Regions from separate parts of the Mus musculus genome. Here region 2 is linked to region 1. Evidence: chromatin contacts called from public HiChIP or PLAC-seq data. All regions are on one chromosome and are shown on one strand. Each heading gives the region's core, a stretch centred on a gene start, on an enhancer-like site or on the middle of the called end of the contact. The rest is flanking DNA. Distances are from core to core; before and after follow the strand shown. Region 1 holds the start of Zfp9 (zinc finger protein 9). Region 2 holds the start of Tmem121b (transmembrane protein 121B).

Region 1 (3,092 bases), core at 444-2,943:
ACACACACACACACACACACACACACACACACACACACACACAGTCACGTGACCCAGCACATTAGCACTCCTAAAAGCAATTGATTGCCCTCTGCTATGTGTGAGCTGGCATCTTTGTGACTATCAGGTAAATTACTTGGAGTCTACAACGAGATGGCTGGTCCTCACCAACCCAAGGCTATGAGTGTCATCTGAGAGCGTCTGAGGCCAAGACTTTCCCATTTGGTTTTACCCTGCCCATCTATTGTTTCCGCCAGTGTGTGTGAGTGTCCTCATTGATGACTTCTTCTGTTCTATTACTCTGAAGGCTCTGTGAAGGGACCAAAGAGATGGGGCAGAGGTGACGAGTGCTGGGTCCACTTCCAGAGGACCAGGGGTTCATTTCCCAGTGCCACATTATGGCTCACGACTGATCGTCACTCCAGTTCCAAGGGATCAGATGCCCCCTTCTGGCTTCATCATGCATGTCTCCCACATGATACACAGACATGCAGGCCCAAACCCATATACACAAAATAAAACAGCCCCGGGAAGCAGCTTGCACGTTGGAAAAGGAAATTTGGGGTGCCCTAAGTCTATGTTCCAGGACCATCATTATGTTCAGTTCACAATAACCCCTTAGAGTTATCCCCTTAGAGGCAAGAGCTGTGTTTCTGTGCCAACAATACCTTTATCCTGAACCTTGCAGGCTGTTTGGTCCCCTTGTCTCTTAAGTTGGCCTTTTGAGGACCAGTCAATGAGTCTGAGTCCTTATGGCTGCCCGGGGCTCAGTCGTTGATCTTAAAAGCTCTGGCACCATATATGCTATATGTATACATTTATGTGTAAAAATTGTAACTTTCGTATGAAGAATGTAATATTTCCATATTTCTAAGGTTAGTACAGTGCGGACTAAAGTTATGGCCAAGGACATATACAAGTTGTTTTACATATTCAGGACATCGTTCTTAGTGAGAGGATAAGAATGGCATTCTGCATCGGTAGGATACAACTTTAAAAATTTGGCCAGGGGGAGGCGGGGACTAACATGTAGGGCACTTTACTTGGTGTATTCTTTTGGTTTATATATACTGTACATATTTTTTTAGTTTCTCGCGTTTCGTGTTATCGTTTACATAGTTTTGAAAGGTAGTAATCCTAAGACAAAATTGCAAGCTCCTTGGATGTAAACTTCAAGTATTTAAGCTACCCCACCGTACACACTGCGCACCCTCTGACGGCCTTCTGTCTAACTCCGCAGGGTGCCCATTGCTTGTTCAATCATCCCCTTAAAGATCAGGCCTTAGGGAAGCAGCGCAGCGCTCAACAGTGAGGTACTCAGAGCCAAACTTCATAACGTGATCACACACGGAGTCATCGCGGAGGCTTCTGGAAAGCGTAGTCCAGAAAGGAGGGCCGTTAGGCGCATGGGCAGAGCCCTCGCCTGTCAGCTGAGGAACTTTTGTCCTTCGTCTTGCGGGGGACACCGAGCCCCGCGGCATCCCCCGATTTGAGGGGTTCTCCGATTGCGGCGGGCGGGCGGGCGAGCGAGCACGCGATCCTGTGGGGCGGCGGCGGGAGGAGCGCGCTGGGCGGGCTGAGGAGGGGAGGGGAGGGGAGGGAAGGGGAGGGGAGAGGAGGGGACATCAGCGGGAGGCAGGCGGGTCTGAGCCACCGCCCGGGTGACGTGGCACCCACTCGCCTTGTCCTCCCGCCACGTCGGCGTCCTCCCGCTTCTCAGCCATCCCCGGGCATCTGCAGCGGAGGCCGCTGTCACCGAGGTGAGAATCGCTCAGGGCGCACGGAGCAGGGCAGTCTTGCAGAGTGCTGTGGAACAAGCAGGGCGGGCTGCTGCTTTTCCAGCAGAGCCAGGTCCTTTCATCTGGGCCCCTCAAAGCTGTTCACAGAGGCTGTTTGGTTTACCCAGTACCTGCGGGTGGTCGTAATCCTCTATTGTTTAACTCTGCCGGGCTTGTCTCTTCCACGCAGTCCTGTCTGCGTCTGCTTTCCGTGCAGCCGCTGAGGACACAGCCTTGAAGCATACTTGATCATACCTGGAGTCTTCTATTCCTAAAACTCCTCCAGCCTCCTCTGGATCCCTTAGTGTGAGAGATTAATTAAGGCTCTCCCTCCCCATATCCCTCAGCTATCCTTTGTTAGACTGTTGAACAGTTATTTGGAAGTACAGTATTGCTTTTTAAAAAAAGGTCTTTCAGTATTAAATTTTCCTGAGAATCTGGGAATTATATACACTCACCCTCTAAGGGAATAGAAGTAAAACAGATTGGGGGTGGGGTGTCGATCTGGCCTTGGAGCTCCAGACTAGTTTGGAGCTGTTGAAACTCCTGCCTCAGCCTCCAGGATGCTGGGTTTACAGGTGTGTGCCACCCCGTCCAGCAGAGACAGATCTAAAAGATGAGAACTGTTGTTCATTTGTGTTCTCTGTTACGAAGGAGATTTCCTAAGGCTGATGATTGGCGCATTTGTATCTGGCCTTATACATTAGGCCTTTGGTATGCACCCGGCTGACTGGAATTAAGCATTTGGTTTTTTGTTTGTTTGTTTTTGTTTTTAATCTATATACACGATATACCTTTTTAGGGAATATGGTACTAAAACTGTTGTCTAATTAATTAATGACTTTATTTATGTATTTATTTGAAATAATGTCTCACTATGTAGTCCAAGCTGGTCTAGCTCTCGTTCTATAGCTTAAACCAGCCTTAATCTTGCTATCTGCCTGCCTCGGCCTTTACAGTGCTGGGGCTAGAAGTGTGCCTCACTCCATGTGGCTTCAAATTGCTATTTTTGAAGGTAATTTTGTTTCAAAGCTTCATTTGTTTCAAAGCTAGATTTGGCAGCCATGCAACAGTTCATTAAGATGTAATTTAATTTCACCCCACCCCCCTGTTTCAGCCTGTTTTGAGAGGCCAGTCAATTACAGGGATCTAAACCTGTTGTGTGGCTGTCAAGGCTTGACCGGAGGCTGCACAGAGGGTTATTCACCATGATTTAATTCCTTTCACTTTAAGAATAATAGCATTGAAACTAAGTCCCAATGCCGGTAGCAGACATAGCAACAGAACCAAAAGGAATCATATATAAGAGAAAAT
Region 2 (3,092 bases), core at 163-2,662, 2.0 Mb before region 1:
ACTGGGAGTGAATTACACAGAAGCCCCAGAACCTTCTCGAGCCCCAAATGCTATTGTAGTTTTCTTCTCCTCTACCTCTAAAAGCAGGACTTTACCTCCTGCCCTTCAGGACTCCTACCAGTGGGGTTGGAAGGGGGAGGGCAGCCCCTAGGCAGACTCAGCCCATGGACCGGAATGGGCAAGGCTGGCCTTGAACCTTCAAAGCTCCTGTTTCAGGTTCCTGAGTACCTGGGGTTACAGAGGAGCTGGCTTGTGACACCAGGCTCTGCTGGAGTTTATTCTTTTGCATGCTTCCATACCTCTAAAGATCCCCCCACCCCCTTTCTTGGTCAGACATATTTTCCTGTTATTTCATCTCCTGCTTTAGCTTTTTTTTTTTTTTTTTGATGACAGGGTCTCACATAACCCAAAGCTGGCCTCAAACTTGCTATGTAGTCAATGGTGACTTTGGATTTCTGAGCCTTCTGCTCGACCTCCTCAGACCTGGAATCAGATGTGGGGTGATGGGGAGGAACCCCTCCGCGCTGCATGCAAGCTAGGTACAAACCTTTCAGAATACCAAAGATGAGCCTGGCTAAGCAAGCAACTGCCCCACCCCAGGTCTCCAGAGTGGCTTCCTGCCCTGGCCCTGGCCTCCCCTACCCCAGGACTAGACAGTGGTATTTGCACCCCACCCTCTTCCTAAGCCCTCTTCTCAGCAATTATATTCAGGGAGCCTTTTCATTAACTGGAAACTGAAGATCTCCGAGGGGAGGACAGCTTTGGATGTGTGAAAATGCAGTACTTGGTTGGGAGTGCTCCTTCTGAATAATAGAATTGGGGGTGGTGTTTGTTTGGTTTGGTTTCTGGTGGTGGGTTGGAACCCAGGACTGGATGCATACAAGGCGGGTCATTCTACCAATTGAGATACACCATCCCCGAGCTCTTTCTGGTTCTTTTTTTATTTAACTTTTTAATCACTTCCATTGAGTTCTCAGGGCCTTTACGGAAGGAGATGGCAGAATGGTCGTTGGCGCACAGAGGAGAAGTTGGCTTGCGCTTCCTCCTGATAGGCAAGAAAGGACAGTGGTGCTTGGAAGCACGAAGTTGTGGTCTACACTGAGACCAAGGCCACCCAGCAGTTCAGGTTCAGCCCTTAGGGCTGTGGAGCTAGAGACTTCATGTTCCTATCCCGCCTGGCCTGATACGCTTTCAACTCTACTCCGGCACCTCAGTTCTCCCTCCTTTCCTTCCTGCTGATCCAGCCAGCCAGGCTTTCTCCTCCTCTATTCTCGCCTCCTCTCTCCCTCGAATCCAGTCCTGGTTTCCCCGCTGCCAGCTCCTTCTGCTGCCTGCTGGGCTCGCTCCCCTCCTCCGCCCCCGCCTCTCCGGTCCCGGCGGTCTGCTCGGCTCCCCCGCGCTCCCCCAGCTCAGCCACCCGCGGCTTCACTCGCCCAGTCCGGCCGCTCCAGTCCGGATCTCTCTGCCTCCCGACCCGGGTGCGAGTTCCAGCAGCTGGCGAGGAGGCGGCAGCGGCTGGCCCGGGTTCCCCTCTGCCGCCTCGTCAGCCCGAGGTTGACGGGGAGAGAGCGGCCGGGCAGCCCCTGGAGCCCCTCCGAGGACAATGCACCCGGCGCTGGGCCACCCTCGCGCGCTCTCGTCCGCGCCCGCCTCCTTTCCGCCGCCCCCCGCCGCAGCCCGGCTACAGCCCCTCTTCCTCCGGGGGGGCTCCTCCCGCGGCCGGAGAGGCTCGGGCGACAGCAGCACCAGCACCAGCACCAGCCGCGGGGGGTGCGGCGGCAGACGCGGCGGAGGCGGCGGCTCCCCGAGCAGCAGCACAGGCGCGGAGCGAGAGGACGACGACGAGAGCATTAGCATCAGCAAGCCACTGGTGCCCGCCGCCGCCGCGCTCCCCGGGCCCCCAGCTCAGGGGGGCGTCCCAGTCTCCGCCACCGCGCCCGCCGCCGCCTCCTCCACTTCCACGCCCACCTCTTCCTGCAGCATGACCGCCGCGGACTTCGGCGCGGGCGCCGCGGCCGGCACCGTCGGGGGCCCCGGGAGCCGCTCGGCGGTGGGCGCAGGCGGCACCGGGACCGGCGGCGCCGCCTCCTGCTGCTCGTGCTGCTGTTGCTGCTGCGGCCGCCCCACTCGCTCCGGCCGTAGGGGTCGGCGCCGGGGCTGCTCGCCAAGCCCCGGCTGCCGCTGGGGCTACCAGGCGCTGTCTGTGGTGCTGCTGCTGGCGCAGGGCGGTCTGCTGGACCTGTACCTCATTGCAGTCACTGACCTGTACTGGTGCTCTTGGATCGCCACCGACCTCGTGGTGGTGGTGGGCTGGGCCATCTTCTTCGCCAAGAACAGCCGGGGCCGTCGGGGCGGCCCAGCGAACAGCATGCACAACCACCACCAGCTCCACCACCACTCGGCTCCGCCTCTGCACCTATCCGCAGCGGCGTCGGCGGGGGCCGGGGCCAAGGCTCGCGGGGGCCGAGGAGGTTCTGGAGGCTCCGGAGCCGGGCCGGGGACGACTGGGGCAGCGGGCGAGTTCGCTTTTGCGTACCTGGCCTGGCTCATCTACTCCATCGCTTTCACCCCTAAGGTGGTGCTCATCCTGGGCACATCCATCCTGGACCTCATCGAGCTGCGCGCGCCCTTTGGCACCACGGGCTTTCGCCTTACCATGGCGCTGTCCGTGCCGCTGCTCTACAGCCTAGTGCGTGCCATTAGCGAGGCGGGCGCGCCCCCGGGCTCGGCGGGTCCCCTGCTCCTGCAGCCACAGCAGCATCGCGCCGCGGGCTGCTTCCTGGGCACGTGTCTGGACCTGCTGGACAGCTTTACACTGGTGGAGCTGATGCTGGACGGCCGCGTGCCGCTTCCGGCGCACCTGCGCTACCTGCTCATCGCCGTCTACTTCCTCACTCTTGCCTCCCCAGTGCTCTGGCTGTACGAGCTGAACACTGCCACAGCAGCTCCGTCCTGGGGTCAGACCTCCGGGCCCGGAAGCTGCAGCCGCCTTTTACGTTTGCTGGGCGGCTGCCTGGTGGACGTGCCCTTGCTGGCGCTGCGCAGCCTCCTGGTCGTGAGCTACCAACAGCCGCTGTCCATCTTTATGCTCA

Evidence for each region. HiChIP or PLAC-seq counts read pairs in DNA pulled down with a chosen protein or histone mark.
Region 2: a contact with region 1 is called in an H3K4me3 HiChIP or PLAC-seq map of embryonic forebrain, with 9 times the contacts expected there. The contact joins the promoter of Tmem121b here to the promoter of Zfp9 in region 1. A contact is called at or near these places in 1 of 39 promoter capture datasets (hippocampal neurons) and 2 of 115 datasets of contacts at active chromatin or transcription factors (astrocytes and embryonic forebrain).

What each region holds. Positions count from the first base shown.
Region 1 is chr6:118,477,874-118,480,965 of GRCm38.p6, reverse strand. Zfp9 (zinc finger protein 9) reads left to right here and starts at 1,693. Exons shown (of 6, transcript NM_011763.2): 1 at 1,693-1,760.
Region 2 is chr6:120,492,266-120,495,357 of GRCm38.p6, reverse strand. It overlaps Tmem121b (transmembrane protein 121B), which reads left to right and starts at 1,412. Exons shown (of 1, transcript NM_033567.2): 1 at 1,412-3,092. The coding sequence starts at 1,604.